Linked DNA regions of Anas platyrhynchos: region 1 is linked to region 2. The links are chromatin contacts, called in public Hi-C maps. All regions are on one chromosome and are shown on one strand. The core of a region is the stretch at or near the end of the contact, and the rest is flanking DNA. Distances in the headings are between cores, read along the strand shown.

Region 1 (7,092 bases), core at 443-2,942, 61 kb before region 2:
GGCAGCCCCAGGGCCGGGTCCCTGCTTTGTGCCGAGCTGCAGGCACCCGCATCCCGCTCCTCCTAACGCAGCTGCCCTGCCGGCCGGGCCCCCTGCAGCCGGTACGTGGCGGCGCGCACGTATCGGGGGCCGAGCACCTGGCCGCAGCCCCCCGAAGCACAGAGCCCTTCTCCTCAGAGCCCCAAGCTCCGGGCAGCGGGGCCGGCGAGGAGGCGGCTCCAGCTGCAGCCCCGCGGCCCGGCCGGGCCCCGCCGTCCCCTCAGCACCGCGCGGGGGCGGCTGCGGCGGGGCTCCGCGCCGCTCAACCAACCCCGGCCCCGCCGCCGCCGCCTCAAGCCCGTCCTCCTCCCTCCCCGTGATTGACCCCGCCGCCAGCCAATCCCCCCGCGGGGATCTCCGCCGCCGCCCAATCGGCGCCGCGGGAGGCTGGAAGGGGGCGGGCCCCGGCGGGCAGCGGGCTCGGTGGCGCGGCGGCCGAGGAAGGGCGGCGGAGGCGGCGGAGCGGGCGGGCTGCGAGCGGCGGCGCCGCGGGGATGGCGGCGGCGAGGGGGTTAACGCGGGGGGGGGCCGCGGGCCGCTCCGCAGCCCCCTGAGCGCCCCCGGCTCGGCGCCGAGCCCTCGGCCCTCCCCGCGGGCGGGCGGGCCGGCTCCGTCCCGGCCCCGCAGTCGCCATAGAGACCGCGCCGCACGCCATGGGGCGGAGGCTGGCCCGGGGGCCGCTGTAGCGCCGCCGTCCCCCCACCCCCGGCGCCTCGCAGCCCTTCCCCGGGGGCCGCCGGGCTCCTCAGGGAGCCGCCGGCACCGCCAGCACCGCCTGGCCTCGGCGCCGTTCCAGGTGAGGCTGCGGGCGGGTTGCGGCGCTTCACAGTCCCCCCCCCCCCCCCTTCCCCCTTATCCCCCCCTCGTCTCCCCTCAGCGCCGAGCCCCGGCACGCGCCCAACGGCCGCGCGCGGGCAGGGCCGGCCGCCTGTCCGTCTGTCCGCCCGCCCGGCCGCCTGTCCGTCTGTCAGGCCGCCGGCGGCATCGCTAGGCGAGGCCGGCTGCGCCCGGCTAGGCCGCGGGGGGGGGGTCCTCGGCCCCGGGGGGGGGGGGAAGCGGCCGGGCTGCGCTTCCAGCCGCACGGCGACACCGCGGCTGCCCCCGCGTCCTTGCGCTCCTCGGCGGCGGGAGGACAAAGGTTGGAGAGGGGCCGGGGAGCCCCCGGGGAGCCGCGGCGGGGCTGGGTGCGGGCAGGGGGGAGCCGCGGGTGTCGGGGACGCGGGTGTGCGGCCCCGCTGGGGGCGCAGCAAAAGCCCCGGCCCTCCGCATCCCGGCAGGGGTTGGTAATTCCCGTCACAGGGGCCGGAGGAGCCGGGTTATGAAATGGCTCGCGGTGGCCGTCCTCGGCTGCGCGTGCAGAACCAGTTGAATCGGAGACGAATCCTTCACAACTAGGAAGGGGCATCGGTGGGGAGGCTGAGCGCCCTGAAACTGGGCGTGCTCTGGGTTGGGTGAAATCGCCACAGCCTTGAAGTGGCCGATCGGTTTCCACAGTGTGGTTGTGGAAAAAGCAGCTCGAATTTTATTTGTTCTGCATAGTTAATGCCCTGCCTCTCCTCAACGCACGCTATGCTTGTATAGATTGTTAGCTGCCTTTTAGCTGCTGCTTCTGAGAAAACCAAAGGTTGGAGCTTACTTTGCTACTCCATTCATTCTGGGTTTTTTGAGGGTGGCCCTTACAACATGAACTCTTGGAACAAGTGTGCCTAACGGTGTTATTCTGTGCTAATTTGCAAAGAAAGCTCTCCCACCGATGATTCCTTTGTCTTACAATGTAAATCACACATAAAAAAGTATTGGAACTTTATTAACTTTATAAACAAGAAGTATGTTTGTATCTTTTTACAAGCCAAACAAATACAAATATAAGAAGGTCTGACTGCAGCATGCATGTATTCATTGGTGAAAAGTTACTTTGGAAACAATGCATTAAGGCAGTTCTAAAAAAAGCAAAGATGGAATCAGTTACCTCTGACAGTATCACGTCAGTACACTGAAACATCACTGTGCTCTTGAAATCCAGCATCTTTTAACACTTGTCATTTTAGGGGCTAGACTGAGAAGAGCAAATTGAGAGGATGAGGTAGCAAGATGTTTGTTATGTTTAGTATAGTCGTAGTATTATTTCTGCATGTTGCAGTTTGTCTTACCTCTAACATCACAAATTCCAGCAAGGTTTTTCCAGTGAGTGATTAAATCAAGTAAGGTTTCTGAGTGTGATAAAAGAGAGAGGTGAGTGAAGCTTTCACTGTTTGAAACTGATTTCTAAATTACCGGCTTCTACCAGTTCTTTATATATGTGTATATACTGTTAAACACTTACTTAGCATGTGAATTTGTGCTCTGTGGTATATTGATACACTACCATGCTTTCTGTTTTAGCTAAGCCTTGTTTAATTAGTGGGAATGAAGTGATACTCAGCAACAGGAGATGTATAGTTAACTGTATTTTTCTGTGTTTTGTGTTGTGTCTTTCTCCTGCTGTGTTAAACCACCACACAAAGCCTTTGTGTTTGGCTAGAGGGGAGGAGAGCAGCTGCCTCTTCAACGTAAGATAGCAGGATCCTCAGTGGTCTCACAGGGATGCGTCTGACATGGACCAGCCTCTGTGCTTCCTCCCCCTGCCTAACTCTTAAAGCACTCTCTTCCCATGGAGGAGAAACCTGAGCTTTGTTTGATTGATCTCAAGGATCAATTATTTCGCCGTGCATCTAGAAGGTCCATCTGACAGGCTAATTGTTCAAGTAGAGATGTGCAAGAATTAAAATGAGCCAAATTGTCTAAATGCAAGCTGTACCGTAAGGAATCCAAGAACTGCACATCAGGTTTTGTTTAAAAATTACTTAGCATCAACTTGATTTCTTGTCAGCGATGAAAGAAACTTGTTCAAATGCTTAATCTTTTATTTGTTTTCCTTTAATAGGCTCGTGTTTGGTCTACTTAAATGGGAATTAATATATTTAACTTGAAGAAGAGGAAATTATTTCAGGCAGTAGAGTACAAATAAGTGGGGCACTTTAATTTTCTGCTTTTCATACACTAACAGAGCGCTTTAATGCTTGTCCTGTATTCCATGTCAGATAGTGATGGAATAAAAGTTAACTTCCCTGCCTTCGTTGGGAAACACTAACTAGTAGAATAGTGTGGCTGGTAATAACCATATCTTGTGTGTTCCTTCAGAATTACTTTTTTGAAAATATCATCCAATCTTTTATTTAATCTTTACAACTTTATTATATTTATTAAAATTTTAGAATTGTAGTCTTTTTTCTTTCTTTCATTTTTTTTTTTTCCTTCAGTGCTAGCTGCTAAGTAGTGTACTCTGATGGGAATCAGGTACTTTTTTTTAAGCTGATTATGGAATTGAGATGCCTTTCTTGGCAGTTTCAATTTATAGTCTGTTTTCGTTGTTGGTGGTGGTGGATGTTTTCTCCTCTCTATTAGCTTATACTTCACTGATTTTGAAATCTAAGTAGCAGAAAATGCAAACAATAAAATTTGACCTTGTGACCCTTCACCTCTTTATCTAGTTGAATATCTTTTCTCCACTCTTTAGAAGTCCTGTAAGTCGTAACTTCCAAGAACTTACTCTTCAAAACTGTTTTTCAAATATTTTTCTCCATTAATTTAAAAACTTAAGGAGTTTTAAGAAGGGAAGGATGGAATGTGAGAGGAAGGCATACAAGGAGGGCAGAGTGGGAGACTGAAGGTGTCCTTGTGTCCTTAGCATTTTTAACAAAACCATATGTTGTTAAGACTTCAAAAATGTGTTCATCTTTATGTTCAGGCGCGTCTTTCTGTGCTTCTTGTACTGCATGGTTGATTCCATGGTTCTGTGATGGAAAACATTGCTCAAATGCTATTTCATGCTGTTGCTTTGTCTCTGAAGAGATTAATCAATTATCGAGAATTAGGTTATTTGCACTGATGAGGAATTCCATCCGGTAAGTCTTCCTCTCAGAGAAATGTGTGTACGTGCATTTCTTGTTAGCCTTGAGGCTGGTTACAGAGGAAGCTTTGGAGTTGCTGGAAGAGGCGAAGGCCGGCTGCTTCCTTGTGGGTGAAGTGCCCCAAGCTCGCTTATGGTCTTGGTGACAGCAGTCAGATTTTCCAGTACAAAACCGTCTCATATATAAAGAACGAGTAAAATATGTTGAACTCCCTTCAAGAGCTTGTAAAAGATGTGAAATCCTTTTAATACGAGGCCACTTGCTTATTTCTGGACATCATTAAGGGATTCATTAATTGGTGCAGAGAGAAGTTACTCTCTGGAGCTGAAATGGGGCAAAACCAGTGGTCGAAGTGGATGTCCTCCCAATCTGCGTGAACGGAGATAACATTAACACATTTTTGAAGCCCTTTTCTTGCAACTGGCATCACGCCATCACTGTGTCCTGTGTTAATGGGCTTGTTTCAGTGGACTGGTCCACAGCTGGAATTGGTTTTGCCTCATGGATTTTGCCTCTTCCCAGTGCTTGGGAACTGTCTCCAGTCAGCAGCCGCTTACTGGTTGTGAAAGAGGGCTTGCTTTCTGCTCTCTGTTGCTTCCCAAATAATTTTCAGATAAGGTTTGTTGCTTTTGTCAGCAGTCTCTCAGTATATTAATTTTTTGCAACATTTCTAGCGACAGATATTTGATACAGTGTTCTTCAGAAATGTAGTAAGAATTGGATTGCTTTGTTTGGTGGACAGCAGGATGTGTTTTGTTGCAGCTGTTAAGTTTACTGCTACAGTAATGCTTCAAATGCCGCTCTTGGCTAGCCGTGCTGCTTCTGAGCAAATTAAGCACGTCTGTTTAGCTTCAGTGTTGATTATTTAAAAAAGGGGGGGAGGGAGAATCTATAAATAGTGTGTGCTTCTTTTCAGCATCAAACTGGTGACTTTTTAGAACATTGGCATTGTTATTTTGTTTTAAACACAATATGTCCAGTTATCTACTGTCTTGAAATAGTTTATTTTCCTGTCTTCCCATTTGTCAGCATTCTGCATTAAATAGATCCAGAATGTGTGTTATCAAGTGATTAAAGCTGTATTAAAAGAGGAATGCCTGTGCTACTTACTGAGTTTCATTGAATGCTCAGCATTCGTATGTGACACTTTGACTTTCTGTTTCCAGTGGTCTAGAAAATCAAGGTATAATTCCCAAAGAGTCGGCCTAGGACAAACCGATGTGTGGTACTCCGGGAGCTGAAGGAGTAGAATAGATATTGGATCAGAATTCTTTTTCTGTATAAATTTGATCTGCTGTAAGGATTGTTGTGATGATCATGACGATTTGGGTGAAGTGATACTTCTACAATGTTGAGTAAGACAGTATTTCCATTGGGAACGCTGTTGAACAGTCCATCTGGATGGAGAAAAGTAAAGAAAGAATCCCAAGGCAGATCAGTGTGAAGAAAGTATTTATTGGTCTTGTGGGAGGTATGTGCTAACTAACCTAGTCATATTTTGTCTTGACTAGGCTAGGCAAGATCTTAGAAATTGATGCTGAAATTGAGGAGCAAGTTTAAGCCTCCCGCATTAAAGCAGATGTATACAGGAACGAAGCTCCATCATCGGCTGGTGTTTGTAATTTATTTATAACTGTATATACACATAAACATAGTTTTTGTGTGTTAGCTACTGCGGATGAAATTGCACGTTATTGCTGAACCAGTCTAACAGCTGGCTGCTGTTTAAAAGTGGAAGATGATGTCCTCTGCTGTGCCTTTTCTAGTGCCCATTGAAATCAGCTGTGTTGATTTAACTTAGAGACTTGACAGTGAATGATTTCAAGAAGGGGGTTGTTTATATTGCTATTTTGCTGATATAATTCTTACTGGGTCATGCTGTTACATGCAACCTCACTCTGAATGTCTAGCTGAGAGAAGTAGCCATAAGCAGATCCTCTCTGTTACAGTAGCTTGGGTACTTGGTTGGTGCATCTTTCTGCCTTTCGTAACCCAGGAAGAAGGCAAGAGAAGGAGGAATGTTTTACCTAAGAGACAGCATTCAAGTCATGCTCCACTCTCTTCCCTGTTGATTAGGAGAAGGAAGTTTGGGCTGGATGCCATGTTCTGTCTGGACACTTGCCCTTGTTGTTCATATTGTTCTTATGTATTTCATTAGTTTTGAGCCTGGGATGCCTTGGCCATTTGGCTGTGCTTCTGTAAGCACACTGTGCTCCAACCGCTGGACTCACCTTTGAGTCAATTTTTTCTTGACCTCCCTCTGCAGGACAGTTCCATCAGGGAGCAGCTGTACGTTGGCTGGCTGGTTGAGCTGGTAGGTAATACACCAATTCTCTTGTGAGGAACTGCATCGGCATGTTGTAACAGCTTCCTGAAACATTTGTTTTTCCTAAAGTGAAGGTTTGGACAGAATTGATTTACGGTCTGCATCAGGACCAGGGCCTGCCACACAAGTAGCCCTGTGGTAGATACTGCTCATATTCGATGCTGACAAATTGTAATATGCTCTCATGTTCCTTGCTCTGAAAGAGGTAAGACCTGGGGTCAGAGGAAGCTACTTTTGCTGTTATGTTGTCAGGTGTTACTGTTTTCATATCTACAAAATTAAACCCGCACTCAATCATTCTGAAATAAAACTTCTAATTGTAGAGATTTTTAGTTGTATAGAGTAAGTGTTTAGACATTCAAAATATACAAATATAGCAGAAAATATGTCAGCAATACAACTGGAATTATTTTTAAAGTCCAAGCTTTAATTCTTAGAGACTAGGTATTGAATATCTTTTTTACATACAGACAGTATTTCTGAAGACATGCAATACCGTTATGTAATGCTTTTCATTGTTTAACTGGGGATGAAGTGAAAAGCTATAATGTTTTTTGGGAAATTGCAGTTGTGTTCGTGGGGCTAGTTTTGCATTTGTTTGTCAGCTAGCTAAGCTATAATCTGAGTTTGTACTGTAGGTTTTCTGATGTGTAAAAAATTGATACAACTTCTGAGTCTCTTGATCCACATGCATATAATATATAAGCTTATTTTTAAGCAATATTCTGTGATACCTTTTTTTTTTTTTTTGACAAGTTTCTGGACTTATGGCGGAGT
Region 2 (7,328 bases), core at 3,972-6,471:
GTGTCAGCTAGTTCTCCAGAACATGCTGATGGTGTTGTTAGCAGTGGATTTGTAGCTGTCAACTTAAGCTCCTGCAGGCAGGAAGTTGATTCTAAAGAATGGGTGATAATAGATAAGGAACGGGACTTGCAGGATTTCAGGACAAATGAGGCTTTAGGGCACAAAACAACTGGAAGTCCCTCAGATGAAGAGCCAGAGGTACTACAAGTTCTAGAGGATTCCCCTCGAGAAGAGCAGCCCAGACAGGGTGGTTGGTCAGGAAACAGTGTCCATGCCAAGAACCAAACCTCAGGGGTGGAGTTTGTTCTAGCCATGGAGTGTCATCCTGCTGCTTCCGAACAGCTTACAGATAAATTGGAACTTCTGACCGGAGCTGCTGGACAGCTTCTTGCAGCCACCCCTACAAGTCCTATGGAAGCTCAAGCAGAAGGAGCACTCACTCCGGTAAGAGAAACAGTCACTGTTTTTATTAAATCTCTCTTTATTAGAAATTCTATATGAGGAGATAATAACTTATTATGAAACTTACAGCCAACTCAGTAGAAAAAGAGAATTCTGACAGGCTACTTGCTGGTTATAAGGTGCGGAATATCTGCTACGGTGAAAATAAGCTAGTCAATGTAATTAACTATAGCTGTACAATGAAACTTCAAATGCACTTATGTTCTCATAGAAGATACAAGATACTATATTTCACACAAGATTATATTTTGATGTCATACATTGTGAATTTTCTAGATTACAGATTCATTTTGTGTTTTTCAAATTAGAGAACAGTGTTGAACAGCAAGATTTTTGACACTTTAATTCAAAATACCAGTTGCACAAGAATTTTTGGTATGTTAGAAACTTATGAAGACGAAAAGTTAATATAAATTGCTCATTTGTTTTCAAAGTTTCAATTTCTATACTTGAATGCTAGTTTTAGTAAAAAACAAACAAACAAACAAACAAAACAACACACAAACAACAGAAGGAGCAACATGTAATCCTGTAGAAAATACAAATTATCAGATGCTTTTATGTCTAAAACCATTAAAAGCCAGCTTGCAATTTTGTATGTAAATGTAGTATCTCACTGTATACAAACTTGGCTCATTTGGGGAAAATGGCTACCTTACTTAAAACTGAAAGCAGAGGTGATGGAAATGAATAGTACATGACAACAGTGCAATTAATGGACAATAGGATTATCTGGAAAGGTAGCAAATACTGTGCAGAAAGAAAATACAAATTGTTTGGTTGATTTATAAACTGGAAACAGAGTGTGTCTATCCAGTGTGTCTATTCTGACTGTGATTGCAGTTTGTGGTACTCTTTCATCTAATTCATTAGCTCTTGAATTAAAGCCAAAGCCCAGCAGAATATGTTGGGTGTCTTCTGTTGATGGTATTCCACTTCACAGAAAAAATAGCTAAATATTTCTTGAGGTTGGTACTGGAAGCTGCTTTTATAGGTGAGTGTCCTAGTTGCTTTATAGAGAGACATTCATATATATGGGGCTTCATGTAGTAGTTCTCTCTATTGCAGAATCCTGGTGACTTTAGGAAGCTGTTTCAGAGAGTCCTTTTACTTCTTCCTCAAAGCGTTTGCCCACCTGAAACTGTTATTTGAATGTGATCCTTGTTCATGGACTTTGAGATGACTGAAAGATTGTCTGCCAAAAGTTTTGTTTCCAGCAGAGCTTTATCTGAACAAGCAGATTATTTTAGTTGTCAAATATTTATAAGTTGCAAATGGTAGCTGAACTCTCTAGTATATCATCTGCTCAAGAAGTGAGCCAAATTATGTGAAAGATCATATTCTCCTCAAAGATCTACACTTAATGTTTGGAGGTAGCATGAAAGGCCATTAAAATCAGGCAGAAGAGACTTTCCTAATCTTCAAAATATTTGTTATGTGAGGTTTAAAAGTTGCTATGGATTTTTTTTAAACATTTTTGTTGTTGAACTAGTCTTATCTGTATTATATATTAGAAATCCATCTGACATCCCCTACAGAAGTAAAGCATATTAATGGTAAGTCATGGTAAATTTCATGTGATGCTATATTTTTTCTGTAATAGCATCGATTTTTTTTTTCTTTACCACACACAAAAATGTCTACCACTAATCTCCTGGGGCTCAAAGAAACTGTGCTCTGCCTGCTGGTTGGTTTTATTAGCACTCCTGATGTATAACTGCTGCCAAAGCCATAATATTTAGAGAAATGAGTCTCCTTTGAATAGATACAAAGATAACTTGTACAGATACCACCAACCCTTAATAAAGCCTGATAGGCCCAGAAAAATTTATACTTCTCATACTGCATGGTTTGGTTCTTCAGATGCTTCTTAACATTGGACCACAGAACGGTTAGATCAGACTGGGGAGCAGAGTCAAAGTTACTTGATATCAGTGTGAAATGCCTAAGATGATATGATTTCAACAATAAAAATGCTTGGAAAGACTTTGCGCAAGTTGCATAGTGAAGTTAGTTATAGAATCATAGAATCAGGAATTGGAATGAATGATCTAAGATCATTTAGCCTTTTACCTAGTACCAACCAGTTCACCAGTAAACCATGCTACCAAGTTCTACGTCTACACGTTTCCTGGAGACCTCCAGGGGTGGTGACTCAACCACTTGCCTGGGCAGCCTATTGCAGTTCTGCACAACCCTTTCAGTAAAGAAATTTCTCCTAACATCCAACCTAAACCTCCCCTGGTGCCACTTAATGCCCTAAGTGTTTACAAAACTGTAACAACCTTAATTACAATCAAATGGTTTTGTTCTTTAGTAGTTTTGTCTAGGTAGTACCTTCCTGACAAACAATACAAATAATGAGCAAAGGGTTGCGTTTCACTTTTCTGCTGATTTTAATTATATTGCATCTGTTACTAAGAGCAAGCCTGGATCCAAGCGTGTAAGTTTGGGACCATACATCAAATGACATAAAATAAGTATTGCTAAAAGGGTTTAAAAGTAGATATTGAGATTACAGTAGTATAGAATAGTAGCTTTATTTAATTTCTGAATAGTTTACTCATTTCCAATGGCTTGCAACTGTAGGACATTGGCATTCATAGTTATCATGCTTATGAATATACCTCCCATATGCATTTCTAGTGACCTACTACATTATCACTTAGTAGAAGGTACAATGAATTATGTTCTTTGAGCTTATTCTGAGAACTTTAGAATTCTGATAGGTTTGTTAAATATGCGAACAATTAATTAATTTAATGTTACAAAACATGAATAAAATATTTTTACTGTTGTAAATACATTTTAAATTTTATTCTTCTTTTTACGGGAACAAGGCTTTATTGCTCACTAAGTAGTAGCAAGGATGTTTCTGTATGAGAAACTGAAGGTTCATATACTCACCCCAATTTTATTTTCTCCTGAAGGAAAGAAATCACTGGTCTTCAGTCCTTCCATTTGTAGATAAATGTTCTTCTTGAAATCATGTGTGTATGTGTATTTCCTGTAATTGATGATAACATTTCTTGCCTCTTTCAAACAGCATCAGCACCCCTAATAGGAACGTAAGGTTACAGTAGTTCAGGAAGGAAACCTGAACTCAAAAAAAAAAATAAAAAATAGAGGAAAACATGTAAGTTATTGGATTGGTGATTTTTTAAGCTTAAAAATTTACAGCAAATTGTGCTATCTTCTGTGAAAAAGCCTGGCTGTAAGAGAACTAATTTTCATGTTATCAGTCATAATAACAGATTCTATGTGCTATAACCAGATTACCCAGCACATACCAGTTTGATCTGGTTCAGTCATGTGCTCCTGCTCACATTTCTGTTGAATTACTCGTAGCATGCTATGCTGACTGTATGCTTTCATGTTGCAAAAGGACAGACAGTACTTGGTTTGCTGTAACATCTTCTGGAATGAAGTTCATTTGACAAAATAATTTGAACTGATCTAGACTGTTCAGGAATTTATATTGGGGCAGCACTTTGCATCATAGTGCTCTCTTTTTTTTCTTTCTTGATCTGGTTCTAAGAGCCAAGTGCTGGACCTGCTGTGTTGTTGAACCATGGCCTCATTAATGTACCATGTTTGGATTGAATTGCGATGACCTTTATATTGTGCATGTACAAAACTGTTTGCAGCATATATTTTGCAAGCAGATATTTTATCAAAGAAATAATAACAGTGTTAAAGTAATCCAATAGATACCAACTAATGCCATTTTCTTCAACTTCAGTTTAAATTAAACAGCTGTTTGCTCTGGTCACACTTGGTTGGCAACCTAATATAAAATATATATGCATGGTAATAGAAGTTGTTTGACTGTGAATCTACTTATTTTTTACTACTTGGTAATATTTTTGAAATTAGGATTTTATAGATTGAGGTGCTACTATGTTGTATCAATGAAACTGCTCTTAAACTTCCATTTATTTCATAGTTCTTAGCTGTATAATTTTCATGTACCTTCTACCCTCAGTTGCTGCTTATGAGATGCTGGAAATCCTTTTTTTTCCTCTTTTCTAAATGCTTGAGTGATGGACATAGTTCAAGATGAAGCAATTATTGATGGATGCTTCAGGCCTGTGTCAGTATGTCCTGCAAGTTCTGTCCCACGTTTGGGAAATTTCATCAGAACTGTTTAGTGCTAATCTTACTGATTAATCCTGTAAGCTATGGTTCTTAATATGTACTGCTATAGCCATAGCTGTACAGTCATATTTGTAAAGCATGCAGTGGGTACATATGCTAAAATTGTAGTCGTCACAGAAAACAACACTGCTGCATGGATGTGCTAAGCATTTTGCAAGGACCAGCCAACAATCAGCTAGCCTCTGTACACAGTGTCCTTGGAACAGACCGTGTGAGTTTATTAACTGTGCCCTAGATTCTGACTGAATGACAGGAGCTAGCAAGAGAGCAGATGATCTCTTCTGACGTTGGGTTTTTCAAAGTTGATGGAAAATCTGACAATTAGACTTAAGATGCCTCTTAAATTATCAGCTCCAACCTGAGAGAGAGTTTTCAGTGGAAACATCTAGGAAAATGCATGTATGCAGGACATAAACAAGAATTATTTAAAATACTGATTTTTGAACCTTATTTTTCCTCACCATGTTGTTCTCACAGCTCAGCTCATCTCACATGCTGCATTTCTCCACTCCAAGAATTTCAAGTCCCCTCCTCCGCACCATGAGCCCTATAGCCTATCTATCCATCCACTCGGACCCTCTGAAAGAGGCTGGTTTACCAAGGAGTCAATCAGCTGAGAGCCACTCCTCTTCCTCACGCTCAACTGGTCGTAGGCAGCTTCCTGTCATTCCCTGTGGCAACAAGTTTCCCCCTGTCATTCGCATCTCAAAAGCACAACTTCAGCAGGTGAATAAGCCTCATCTTCATAACAGTGACTGCATTGTAGCAGTCATCTGCAAAGTTTAATTTTTTTAGTTGCTCTGCACATTTCGGTAATATGCATAGGCTAATCATACTGCTGTACACAACATCTTACAAAATATTTTGAAAGATAAGGTCAAGTTAGGGAATCTCATTAAGCAATAGAGTCAGGAATATTTTTACGAGAATATATATCGTCCCATTTAGAGGAGGTAAAATTAGAGAGAAGAATATTTAAAGAGATGTTGTTTGGGTTATCATGATCTGGAGCACCGAACATTTCTGGGTGTTCTGGAAGATAGATTCACATCCTCAGAGGTATTTTCTCTTGGAAAAGTTAGGATTAATAAATACAGAAAACAAAGTTTTCTTTTGTTCAGAACTAAAAATAATTTTTAAAGGTGTTCCTATAATCAGTACTAGTTAGATTTTTAAATTGGGAACGCATATTAAAATTTGGAGTACTGTAAATGATTTTAATGTAAGAAAATAGGATTTACAGATAGTCACATTGCTACTTTGGCATCAAGAATTCATTAATTGTTTACAGTATACAAAGCAAAGGTGGGAATTAACAGGAGTAATGGCTAATGGAAATGTCACTAAAGAAAGTAAAGTTTTCATAGTTTTGTGTTCCCAGTTTATTTACACTATGAGAAAGATGAAAGCTTAGAATCAAATTGAAGTAAACCATAATTTGTGTATTAGCCGTAAAAATTTGCTAAGCAGTATCAGCTCACATTGACTGGTGAAGCAGTATGATTTAGCATCGATGCATAAGACCGTAACATATCATCATCATTTTACCATTAATATTTAATTTGGATTATATTTTATGTTGTCTTTTATTTCCAACCTATTTTTCAGTATAACTATTTATATGTGAAAGACATTTTTCTTCTATGAAGCATGCACAGGAGTATTGCTTTTTTAAAAGTTATCCATCAACATTAGATTCTTTCAAACTTCAATATGATCAGTGATGAGTAATAACAAGGTAAAAAAAGCAGTTAGTGTATTTATGCCAGCATTTGGTCTTCCTACCCAGAAAGCAGTATTTTTTTCCACAACAGATCTAGGCTGTTTTTTACCTAAATACAAAATCGTAGTAGTTCTGCCCTCAATTTATGGAAATGGACCAACACTAACTCACAAAGGTTCATTATTGTGAACCTGATGGGGATATGGGATGCCAGAATACCACATTCTTCATGATGACTGAAGTATTGACTAGGGAAAAGGACTTTGTAGAAATTAACTCATTAGAAATTAAGCTTCAGCATTTGTATTCTGGGATGCAAAATGACTTTTTTTTTTTTTTTCCTGTATATCTATGATCTAAATTTTTCAATCCAAATGTATTGCAGGTGACATTAGCAAGCTCCTCACAATTCTCAAAGTAGGTTTTCATACAGAGTTTTCTCTGGCTTCCTTAGTACTCAACAGATGAATACAGCTGCAATATTAATGGGGGCTGTGAAGTGATACACTCTTTTGTCATGTGAAAAAGAATAGATATTGTACCAGGTGCTGCTACTGAGCAGAGTGGAAAAGGGAAAGGGAGAAGATTATATACAATATTCAGAGCCTTCTCTTTCTTTTTACCTGGTAAGTCCCTGACTGCTGTGTTCCTTTTCAAGCTGTGATTTTTGACAGTCCGGACTCTACTGAGAATGTACCTTCCAGTGTTTCATTTGCTATGGAAACTACAAGCACATGAATCTTTAGTTGATTCCAACAATGAAGGCCTTGCATGCTTTTTGGCTCACTGAAGAACCGACATACTTTTATATGTCCTTCTATTTTCTACATCACAGTAATGTTAGGTACCTAGCAAGTATGAAAGATAAAGATGCATGTTAATGACATGAAGCACTTCTTCAATTAAATACTAAAAATAATTTGAATACTGTTATGTATTATCCTGTATAAATATTTGGTATTGAATATATTTTCCTGTATTTCCT

The links. A called contact is a pair of places that touch in the nucleus more often than the background predicts.
Region 1: a Hi-C map of F5 follicle shows a contact between it and region 2, with 2.1 times the contacts expected there. The contact joins the promoter of LOC140002593 here to the enhancer-like site in region 2. A contact is called at or near these places in 3 of 8 Hi-C or Micro-C datasets (F1 follicle, F5 follicle and liver).

What each region holds. Positions count from the first base shown.
Region 1 is chr5:34,893,586-34,900,677 of IASCAAS_PekinDuck_T2T, reverse strand. It overlaps LOC140002593, which reads right to left and starts at 1,692. Exons shown (of 3, transcript XM_072038394.1): 1 at 1,676-1,692; 2 at 1-841. The coding sequence starts at 1,692. TTBK2 (tau tubulin kinase 2) reads left to right here and starts at 488. Exons shown (of 17, transcript XM_072038795.1): 1 at 488-835.
Region 2 is chr5:34,835,419-34,842,746 of IASCAAS_PekinDuck_T2T, reverse strand. TTBK2 (tau tubulin kinase 2) reads left to right here. Exons shown (of 17, transcript XM_072038795.1): 13 at 1-444; 14 at 5,098-5,346. Among named protein-coding and RNA genes, the nearest start is that of CDAN1, 29 kb to the right of the region's middle. Within about 2 kb of position 5,221, at least 4 of the 8 cell types and tissues checked have an H3K27ac peak or open chromatin away from gene starts, as enhancers often do. A contact at or near this core is called in F1 follicle and F5 follicle, where this site is marked.